Linked DNA regions of Gossypium hirsutum: regions 1 and 2 are each linked to region 3. A link is a contact called in public Hi-C data. All regions are on one chromosome and are shown on one strand. Each heading gives the region's core, a stretch centred on a gene start, on an enhancer-like site or on the middle of the called end of the contact. The rest is flanking DNA. Distances are from core to core; before and after follow the strand shown.

Region 1 (3,881 bases), core at 246-2,745, 450 kb before region 3:
AAATAGGGAGGAGGGTATCTTGGAATCAACTAGTTTTAAGCTGAAAGGATTTAGTCATAAGCTGTCTGATGCAGAAGATCCCTTACTTGAAGCACAAAGTGATTCAGAAAGATTCTCCACAAATTCTCGCCAGAACTCTGAAAGCTTATCAAGCCAATGTCCAAATACTACAGAAAAGAGGGTACCAAATAGCCCAAGGAGTAAAAAGAGAAGCGCCTCCAGGTCTAGCACAACCAGGGATACAAACAAAAGGAAAAGAGAGAAGACTTTTCTCCAAAGTTGGGCAAGTTCGAGCTTCTAGATAATTTCATGAGTTACAAATAGATTATAATTTTCATTTAGTTTTGTTTGATTTGATGGAAAAAAAATTGTCATTATGTGTACTTGTATGTGTTACAAATTATCATGGATGAAGTAAACTAATTTCGTTTGGCAGAAAATTTACCTGTGAAATTTGCTCTGTATGCAACTGCTTTCTCAAGGTATGCACCATTGAAGGTTGAACCACTGAAATCAGATTCCCTCATATCAGCAGATGTGAAGTTTGCCCTTCTGTTTCAACCATTTAGATTTCGGATTGATTATGAGCACTAGTGAATCCTCAGTTTGATTGCCAAGAAGTAATTGAAATTCTTTACTTTGAAAAGTTACCTGAAATTTTCGTTCACGTGAACAGCTTTTCTGCACGACATAAGACAGAAAATCAAACCCTTCCTAAACCAAAAACAGAGATGTTGAGCATATAATTTAGATGTTGTAATAAAACGCACTTCAAATCCGCAGAACCAAACTGTGCAGCAGATCCGATACCAAATTCACCACGAGTTTCTGCCTCAAACTTATTAAGTTCAGCCATAGCAGAGATATCAGAGCCAAAACAACTATGGCTGCTGCCAATGCTGTTGAAAGCAAGGGTTTCCAGATCTTAAACTTAGCATCCCTAACTTCATACGTATTGTTGGAACAATCTTCCTTTTTCAAAGGAAAACTATGTTAAAATTGAGTACCTAAAAATGATAATAATAATAATAATAATAATAATAATAATAATTGATGAAACGAACAAGCAGAATCAAGATATCATTTACTCACCGCTAATTCGAGCTTTGATTTCTGAATTATTAACCTGGCAATAGACGCCAAAACGTTTTGAGAATGAGGGAAGATGGCGGGATGAAGCTTTTGAAGAAGAAGAAGAAGAAGAAATACTAATTAGAGGGTTGATGGATAAAGAGGAGAGTGAAGGCACTGCCATTTACAGGTAGTGGTTTGGTTTCTTGTTGTTACGAAGAAGAGGAAGCTGGTTCAGATGGGCATAGTGGCAGTTTTGATATTAAAATGTTTGCTCCAATTTTATCCACTTGTTTTTGCAGTAACGGGACTGGTTGGGATTAACACACGTCTCTTGCTTGTTTTTCATTGGATGTTGCCTTTCCATCTGTTTATTCTGGGGGAATTTTAAAGTTTAATATTTTCTTCCTGAAAAAAATATCATGAATTTGAATTTTTACTCGATTATCATATTCAACGAAGGTGGGGAACTGGTTACACAAATTTACAACTTAATCCTTATATCTTTACTTTTACAAATTTAATCTCTTTATTTTTTAAAATTTTTAAAATTTAAGTTCAATTATTAATACAAATATTTTTTAAAAAATTTATTGATGTGACATTTGAAAATAAAAAACCTTACTTCATAGTCATATAACTAAAAAGATGACTTTGTAATAAACTAAAATTTGACAAAATAATTTTAATTGTATTAATTAAAATCTAAAAAATAAAAAGACTGAATTCTAAAATTTATAAAGAGTTAAGGTCCTTATGCTATATTTTAACAAAAAAAAAAAACTCTATAACTAACAAATTGATGGAAAATCCTGTTATCATATAGTGGATCAGTGTGGACCTTCAGTTCAGGTTTTTAAATGGATCCTTCACATTATATAATTGGCTTACTTTACAATTTGGACTTTGAATTATACTCAATTTTCTATTTTGATATCTAAATTTTTTTTATTACTAATTGATATTTAAAATATCAATCACTTCTCAATTTGAATCTAAGATATGCTTTCGTTATATTTTTTAATTCATTTTTTGACAGACGTTAAAAAGAATCTAATGACCAATCACAAAGTGGAGATTTTATGTAAAAAAATAAATAGTTTCTTTCATTAAACATATATACTCATTAAAAAACATGAAACAAAAATAAATATATAACAATTAGGAAAATATATATAATCTAGAAAAAAATATAAATTATAAAAAATTATAAAAATAAAATTTACAAAAAATACGATAATTAAAAAGAAATTAGTTGAAATTAATAATATATTACAAAAAATGTAAAAAAATGTAAAAATTATTTAGAAAAGTTTGAAAATAAAATTCTTTTATAAAATTCTATAAAGTATTTAAATTTCAAGTTTTTTTTCTTTTGCAATTACTTGAAATTTAAATACATTTTTAATTTTCATAAAAAATTAATTTTTATATATTATTTTTAATTTTTAAAATTTATAATTATATATTTTAGAATTTTATAAAAAATATTTTCTTAAAATTTTTATATATTAATATAAATTTTTACAATTTTTATCAATATAATATATATAATATTAAAAAAGGAAACGTGGTGTATATTGTTATATTTGTTATCAATAAAATTTAATATTTTTATTTTTAAAAAAATTTAATTGTCATGTGGTATTTTTTCATTTGTCAAAATAAGTCACATTGTACTTTTCCATTGGCCAAAGTGGGTTAATAGATTTTTCTTAAAGGCCCTTACAAAATTGACCAAAAATAGAGAAAATTGATACTTAAGGTACCAAATTAGAAAACAAATGTTTCAGTACCAAAGTGAAAAATTAAATATACTTTAAGAATTAAACAGTAAATTATGCCTATATAATTTATCGGGCAGAAGATGTGTAGCAACAAGCCTGCCTCTCTAGTCTCTATTACAATAAATTTGTTTTATCATTATTAGATTTGGTCGTGCTGGATTATTTATTAAAATTATTATATTTTAAAATTAATTAATTTAAAGATAATTTTAAGTAAAAAATTATTTTTAGTGTCAATAATTTATTAGTATAAATAAAAATAAAAGAATAATTTAGTGGACTTTTTTTATATATATAAAATGATGTATCTTTATTTGATAAGCTTTCTGTAAAAAAAAATAGAACGCCGGTAATGATAATATATCGCAAAGAAAAGAGAAATAAAATAAACAACACACAAATTTTTACATGAAAACTATTTCGGGAAAAAACCACGGGCAGAGAAGAAAAAAATCACTATGTCGAATTCGAATTAATTACAAGAGGAATAGACTGTCAATTTATAGGCTTGTAAAATCGTATTCTAATAGGAGTGTAGTAAGATTGAAACACCTTATTTAAATCAATATCAAATGGATGGAGTTTAATAAGGTTTAAAAAACCTTATTCTAAAATAAAATAAAAGAAGTGTAGTTCTATAGAGATTTTACTTTTATTTTATTTTACCACTGTATTTTATTTAAATAAGGATTCGGGTCACTTAATTCTAACAATCTCCACCTTGACATGAATTTTCAATGAATAAGTTCTTCATCGCGAACTCTCAACGAACAAGTTCTCCACCTCTTCCATAAAACCCCTTAAGGGTTTAACTTCAACAATGAACACCAACCAAGTTTAAGCAATGCTCAAACTTAGTTATAGGAAGTGACTTAATCATCATATCTGCAGGATTTTCATGAGTACTAATTTTGCTCATAACAATATCACTACGAGCAATAATATCACGAACAAAATGATATCGAACATCAATGTGTTTTGTTCTCTCATGAAACATTTGATCTTTTGTAAGGAAGATGGAAC
Region 2 (3,885 bases), core at 1,286-3,785, 390 kb before region 3:
GCATTCGACTGTGAGATCGAAAGTACAGCTCACAGAAACCGTAGAGAAGCAAGGCAAAGTCAACAAAGTACAATAGAAGAGCAATAGGATATTATTATTAATACTAAGGAGATGGCAGAAAATCATAATAATCAGTTACCTCTTGTGGTTGTTGTAAATCCTGTAAATCCGAATCCTACTCCTCGTACTATGTACGATTATGCCAAGCCCAATTTAACTGGGGTTGAATCGAGTATTGTTAGACCTGCTGTTGCTGCAAATAATTTTGAACTGAAACCTAATGCTATTTAAATGATTCAACAGTTTGTTAAGTTTGATGGTTTGCGGGACGAAGACCCAACTACTCATTTGACTAATTTCTTAGAATTCTCGACACTTTCAAGATAAATGGCGTTTCTGATGATGCCATTCGCCTACGGTTATTCCTCTTTTTGTTGAGAAATAAGACTAAGCAATGGTTGAACTCCCTACCACGAGGTTCTATCACTACTTGGGATCAAATAACCGAGAAGTTTTTGCTGAAGTACTTGGGATCAAATGATGCTATGCTGATAGATTTCAAAGACAAAATGATGAGTATGCTTGAAATGTCTAATTTGGGTGAAATGTCCTATTTCCTTGGGATGGAGTTATTTTAGACTCAGCAAGGGATTTTCATAAGCCAAAAGGCATTTGCCTTAAAAATTTTAAACAGATTTTTCATGCAAAATTGCAAAGCAACCATTACTCCAGTTGTTGTTGAAGGAAAGCTATCTAGCTAAGGTGGTTTTGATAAGGTTAATAAATCTACCTATAGGAGCTTAGTGGGATGTTTGTTCTACTTAACAGCCACAAGACCAGACATAATGTTTGTAGTCAGTCTCCTATCCAGGTTCATGCACTATTGCAATGTGAACCATTTTCAAGCTGCAAAGAGAGTTCTCAGGTACATCAAAGGAACTCTGAGCTTTGGAATTATGTTCACCAAGGTTGACACAATAAAGCTTGTTGGTTTTACTAATAGTGATTGGGCAGGATCAACTGATGATATGAAAAGCACTTCAGGGTATCTGTTTACCCTTGGATTAGCTGTTTTTTGTTGGAGTTCAAAGAAACAATCCATTGTTGCTCAATTAACAGCTGAAGCTAAATATGTTGCAGCTGCATCAGCTGTTAATCAAGAAATTTGGTTAAGAAAGCTAATGGCAGATATGAACTTACATCAAAGAGAAGCAATAGAGATCAGAAGTGATAATCAATCTGCTGTTGCAATTGCAAAGAATCCAGTATTTCATCGCAAAACAAAATATTTTAAGATCAAGTTTCATTTTGTTAAAGAAGTGGAATAATCTCAAGAAATCAAATTGGTTCATTGCAGTTTTGAAGATCAGTTAGCTGATATATTCATAAAACCTCTTGGTGTACCAAGGTTCGAGAATTTGAGAGCTAGATTAGGAGTTTGCAGCATGGAAGCCAAGAAGGAATGTTAAAAGATGGCTTTCATGCAGACCATAGCAGTTCGAGCCATGCAAGTTGCAGCTGAAGAATATGTTGCTGTTTTGTTACTTTTTAGTTGATGTTTTTGCTACTTAGTTACACTAGAACTAAGTATGTAAGGGATTTGATGCAATTTGGTGCTGATAGATTTGATAAATCATCTTAACCAAGTGTGTAAGCAAAGTTTTGTACGTTTCAAGACTTTGTTAGTGGAGTTAGGTGTGTTTAGGCAATATTTTCATCTTTTTGACAAGTTGATTACTTGATATATGTAATGCTTTGTTTCAGAAATGAGATGATGAATCATTCACCAGAATTCTCTTCTTGTTTTGGTTCTTATTGAGTAATCTGTTCTTGTTACAATTTAAGTCGATTTCCTTGTTTGTTCAGCAAGTTACAGTAGCTTCTAGCTCAAGACTTTGCTGTGATTTCTTGATCTGTTTTCTAAGTTCCTACAAAATAAAAAATAAAAAAAATCAAACACCAGATTTAACCTCATCAACCTTTGACTTCTTTATCAACTTCATATCCGATTTAGTATCCTATAACGATTTTCTAATAGCCATTTGTTTTGGTCTTGATCCAACACCAAAAACATTTCATGAAAGGAGTCTCATCAACCCCCACTCCGCCTTTGACAATCGCTTCTAATTCTATTTAGTTCCATGGTAACTAGCTCATCAATAATCTCTTTATCGTCCCTGTTGATCTCAACCCAGTTTAAGAACTCTGGTTTGCTACTACATATCAGGTGTTTTGCTTTGTCTCACATATTCCTTTCTAATTATTTTCCCCAACAGTTCCATATCAATGTATTTTGGTTACATTAGAGTGGTCCATGTCTATCTCCCTGATAAAATCATTGACCGCACAATCAGTATGCCTATTGTGTTGGGCCCTGTTTCTCACTTATATTAAATCCATTTGGGTGGAAACTGAATCCAGCCCAGTACATTGGATTGCTTTGCTCCGTGCTCGCTCTTTAATGAATGACAATTTCCTACCTTAAGTTATGGGTATATTAAGTCGATTTTATACAACTGGAAATAAAATTTACTGGTGTCAACTGAAACTGCTATTAATCAGTTAATTAAAGGGGAAAAAATGATCGACCAAAAACAGAAAAAACCGAAGTGTCTTTCCATGTTTATTTTTTCTTTCATTCTTGTTCTTGTTTTCTTTTAGAAAGAGTGGATTCCCATTTTATACTTGATTAAACAATCTTCTTGCTTTCTTTGTTTCCAGTTTGTAGTCGTTGGATTTTGTTGATCAAAGATGGAAGTTGTCATGGATTCTAGTCTTCGTCGTCTTGTGAACAGAAGGCTGGAATGGTTGGAAATGACCAAGGATCAGGTTTCAGATTGGAACGCCGGAACAAGTCGTAGACGAGACCGACTCAGTGCATTACCTAATACAGTGCTTTCCCGCATTCTATCCAAGATGCCCATGGACTCGGTTGTCCGAACCAGCATCTTAAGTAAAAGGTGGAGTAATCTCTGGAAGCACACCCAAGGCGTAGATTTCCACAGTTTACCCTTCTCCGATAACCAAGCCGACTATTCTCCAATTACTCGCTGCTTAGACCTCCTCCTATCTCCTCAGATCATAAAATTCACCACTGTTGGCCACGTTAGCGAGCGTTCTAACCCTGATGTACAAAGATGGGTCAATTTTGCACTCTCCAAGAACGTCCGTCAACTGACGATAGGCCTCATGTCAGTTTCTTTAGCAAGGAGATTCTTTCAGTTGCCAGATTCTCTTTTCTCCAATCGAAGTAAAATACTGGAGCACCTTGTTTTAAGCTTTGTTGACTTTAAACCACCTCGTCCTGGTCAACCTATTGCTGCGTCAGTCTTTTCTTCTCTTAAGCTTCTTGTTCTCACCCACTGCAAACTTGCAGATGCGACTGTGGATTTGTTCCTTCGTAAATGCGTCCCTCTTGAGGAATTGGTCATTAATATGTGTGAGGGGCTTAAGAATGTTAACATCAGTGGTCCAAATCTTAGGCTGATTAGTTTTAGGTGTCTTGAAGATAGTGATGATGGGGAGTTCAGGTCATTACGTGTTGATGCTCCACTTGTCGGAAACCTGGTTTACTCAGGTGACTTGACCAAATTTTATTTGAACAACTGTCCGGTATTACAAATTTTACTCTTGCAAGGGAGGGAGGAACCAATGAATGAGGCATATACTGTCCACGTTAGAGAATTGATCGATCAAATCAGGCATGTGAACACTATGATTCTAAATTTTGCGGTTGTGGAGGTACCTTTTGTTTCGTCTTATTTTTCATACATTGTTTTAATCTTGCATATTCTTGGATATATAGTTGTTTCTGATATATATATATATTGCTTTGGTATAAATAAGTTCGTCGCAAAAGAGTACTACACAAGAGGCATCCCATTC
Region 3 (3,947 bases), core at 689-3,188:
CAACAATGCAATATGGTCCCCAGTTGGTTGTTTTTCCTAAAAATATTTTTGGGTAATTTCTTATTAGATCACTAAAGTAGAGTAGAGGAGTTCTCACAACCTCACTGTCTCTTTAGGAATTATATCAACATAGTAGTCAACTAGAATTAATACATGAGCACAAATTATAGAATTAAATTGTTGTCTTATTCTTAAGTTTTAATCCTATTTCAATTACTAAGCCACTAACATAAGGATTTCCCATCCGCATAAATAATTTTGCTCATTTTAAATTGGAAAACAACATAAAAGATATTAAAATGAGGTATCACAACCAAAGAATTACGTCAAATTAAGACAACTTAATAATAAAGAATCTCCAAAAGAGTTATTGTAATTTACAAGAAAATTAAAAGTTTAAAGTAAAAACAAATTATTACAAAACTAAAAACAAATAAAAACTACTAAACCAAACTCTCCAAACTTTCTATACTTTCTAACCTAAGAAAACGTAATCAAAAGTTTAAGGCAACCTAAGGAATCCAACATGCTTCTACCATTTACAAGGCTTTTCTAAGGCAAGATCTCAAGCTAGAGCGGAAAAGACCAAAAGCTTAATTAATTTAATAAATATCACAAATTTGAAACTCGAGTACTGACGAAAAGTAGAATATATTCTTACTTTTTGTGTTTATGTAAAGTGAATTATTTGCAAATAGATTCAGACTTTTTGCATTTTCCAGCTTTTTCCTTTTTCCACCTCTTTCGAATATGCTTTTTTTTCTCTTGAACTCAATCCAATGTCTACAAGAAGACTTTGGAAAAGCTTTGTAACTCAAGAACACAAAAACATTAAGAATAACTTAAAACTAATTTTTTTCAATAGCTAATGGAAAAATGGACCTATTTATACAAAACTAACTAAAAATTAATTAAGAACAATGCAAATGTGAGGGAATTAAGACTTAAAATATATAAGCATTTGCTCATCATACCCCTACACTCACATCTTTTCTTGTATCGATGGGACTCTATAGGTGGCTTGTATGCTCCTTAGACTCCTATTGGTTTTTGAGGATTGAAACCTTTGAGTAAATTGGGGGAAAGATTACGAAGGTCTTAAGAACCAGTGTGTCAAGTACCAAGGTGATCATAAAGGGAGCCTGAGTGGGGAATTCAAACTTTTTGGAGGAAAAGATCGTTGCTACTTGGGGTATCTTATGATGACGAGTCTATGAAATGCAAGGGACAATCATGGATGTGCCACATGAACTCCTCAAACTCCTCTTAGGGAGCTATAACTACGAGGTTAATAAAAATGAAGAGATATAAAAACTTTAAGGGATTGACGTCTTAGGCACCGATGGATTATATGAGGACCTTAAAGAGGTTATGGACTCTTTAAACCCCTCAGGGTTGAAGGAATTTAAATACATTTGTATGTGGTTTCAAGATAAAGGGAAACTTTGGGTGATAATAGAAGCTTGCAAGATCTAAGGTTTATATGAGGACCTTAAAGAGGTTATGGACTCTTTAAACCCCTCAGGGTTGAAGGAATTTAAATACATTTGTATGTGGTTTCAAGATAAAGGGAAACTTTGGGTGATAATAGAAGCTTGCAAGATCTAAGGTCGAGGTTAAGTGTTGGAGGACCTTGGGACGAAAGAGGCTTAATTTCAAAGTCAAGTTAAATATTTATCTTAAACTAAATTTTTGAAAAAAATATATTTAAAATTTTTAAAGCGTTAACGAATAGTGATTAAGTCCTTTGTTCACCGTCAAAAGACTAAAGTTTAAAATCTATTGTCGTGTTTTCCCCTCAATTTGTAATATGTACTTAAAAAATTATGAGTACAAATAGACTCACAGCTCCAAATATCTAGAATATATTTGGGTTTGAATCAAAATAAATTTGGACGACTAGAATATATTTAGAAACAGAACAGTTTATGTAATGTGAAAATCAAACCTAAAACCTGATATTTGAACAAGTAGAATATATTAAAATATCACAATTTTGACACTAAAAAGGTTTCCATAGGTCCATATTGATGGGCTTCGGCTTCGAATCTATTACGTTTTGTTTATCGTTTGAATATCATTTATCTATCCCTATCGTGGGCAAATGGCCCATTGGAATTAGTCATAGCTAAATATTAATACAGAAACCAGAGTTTGGTTCTGCAGAAAGTTCCGAGGAGAAAAGAAATGGCAGGAAGATTGAGCAACGTAGCGTCACGTATAATGGGCGGAACTGGCGTCGTATCGCGCTCCGTCGCCTCTTCTTTTCGACTCCGTTCCGGTATGGGTCTCCCTGTCGGCAAACATATCGTTCCCGACAAGCCCGTAAGCTCAATCACTTCATAATTCTTCAGATCTATTCAGTGAAAATCATTAAAAAGACTAACCCAAAACCCTACAATTTTACTCCTGCTGGAACCTTTCAGCTTCCTGTAAATGACGAGCTAATTTGGGACAATGGAACTGCATTTCCAGAACCTTGTATTGATCGAATCGCTGATACCGTCGGAAAGGTAAGTAAGTTCTCTATTTAAATGTTCATTTGTGTTTTATGGTAGTGGGATTTTGGATTATTTGAAGAAATTACTCTCTTTTTTTTCTCTGTTCTTGTTCCTATGTTTCATTTTTCTGGGAGTAGTATGAGGCATTAGCTTGGATGTGTGGAGGCTTGAGCTTCTTTGCATCGTTGGGATTTTTGGCTTGGTGGAATGATAAGGCCTCCAAGATTCCATTCGTGAGTTCAAATCTCTGACTTGATTAGTTGACTTTGCCTTAGTTCAATTCAATTTTCTTTATGCTGCATTTGGGAATATGAAATTGAAACTCTTGGATTTGGATTTCATTTGCTATATAAATTGTGAGAATGAATTGTATATATTATGAATAAATTAGATGAATTTCAATATAATGCGTTTTTGGAAAGTATAAAAAGCATGAATTTGTTAAATTCCTTGGGAATTTCAAATTCACTACTAGGCATCCAACAAATCCAGGGATTTGAGAAACAATCATGAGTAATATATTTGTATGTGTATTATCACTCAATTTGCACTATTCTCGAAATTCAAATCCAAAGTTTGAAACCCGAGACCCCAAATGCTACCTTATAGTTTTTTTAACGTGTTCATGTAATATTAATATTTGTAGCTTAGTGGTGTTTTGGATATGTTTGAAATTGGGAAAATAGGAATGTAGGATAGTGACCGAATCAAAAGGTACCATAATGTCACTCATGTTTTAAGCTGAGAAATTTTGAACTTCAAGCTCGAGTGAGTCATTATCCCAGAATAGGGGGATATGTGAACTACCTGCTTTAGGATGGAAGATATTTCATGCTAGAGGACTCTAGCCTGTTTTCTCAACAATGATTATGGTTGAGAGGATGAATTTTGCAAAGGTTCATGATAGAAAGCCCTTGTCTTTGGTTTTCCCTTGCTTGATTCTCTGATGAACTTAGAAATATTTTCAGAAATGCATTTCCCCTGTTAGATGTGTTGAATTGTTGAGGAAATCCCTTCCATTGGGGGCTACTGGCTAGTTTGGCCTTCTGTCTCATTGTTCTGCCTGCTGGAGTTTGAAATCCGTCTCATGCTCAGTTAGCAACTTTGACAATATATTTTGGGCTTCGCAAGAAGCCTTTTTAGGGTATTACTTTTGACAATATGCTAGCACTGCCATGTCAATTGCATAGATAATTAAAGTTATTTTGTTTTTGAAAGGTATAATTGAAGTTCTTGAGAGTTCACATTAGATATTTTATGGTAAATCAATGGAAACCACTGTTTACTTGTGCTATTTAAACAATGATGTTTCTGCTAGGTAAGTGGAAGTCTTCTGCTTGCTTTGGGTTTAGTGATGTCTATTTTAGAAGATTCCTTATCCTTTTTATTTTGTATGGCTTTTAATTCCTTTCTTCAATGGTACATCCATCAACATTTCATGTTGTG

Evidence for each region. Hi-C and Micro-C count contacts between places; a contact is called where the count stands out from the background.
Region 1: a Hi-C map of leaf shows a contact between it and region 3, with 2.7 times the contacts expected there. The contact joins the promoter of LOC107931696 here to the promoter of LOC121204635 in region 3. A contact is called at or near these places in 2 of 34 Hi-C or Micro-C datasets (leaf and petal).
Region 2: a Hi-C map of leaf shows a contact between it and region 3, with 2.0 times the contacts expected there. The contact joins the promoter of LOC107931703 here to the promoter of LOC121204635 in region 3. A contact is called at or near these places in 4 of 34 Hi-C or Micro-C datasets (all in leaf).

The regions. Positions count from the first base shown.
Region 1 is chrA08:115,750,651-115,754,531 of Gossypium_hirsutum_v2.1, reverse strand. LOC107931696 (thylakoid lumenal protein TL20.3, chloroplastic) reads right to left here and starts at 1,495. Exons shown (of 7, transcript XM_016863635.2): 1 at 1,093-1,495; 2 at 771-968; 3 at 652-681; 4 at 446-552. The coding sequence starts at 856.
Region 2 is chrA08:115,696,099-115,699,983 of Gossypium_hirsutum_v2.1, reverse strand. LOC107931703 (F-box/LRR-repeat protein 13) reads left to right here and starts at 2,535. Exons shown (of 4, transcript XM_016863639.2): 1 at 2,535-3,741; 2 at 3,847-3,885. The coding sequence starts at 2,752.
Region 3 is chrA08:115,300,692-115,304,638 of Gossypium_hirsutum_v2.1, reverse strand. LOC121204635 (NADH dehydrogenase [ubiquinone] 1 beta subcomplex subunit 8, mitochondrial) reads left to right here and starts at 1,938. Exons shown (of 4, transcript XM_041074864.1): 1 at 1,938-2,325; 2 at 2,427-2,513; 3 at 2,639-2,734. The coding sequence starts at 2,188.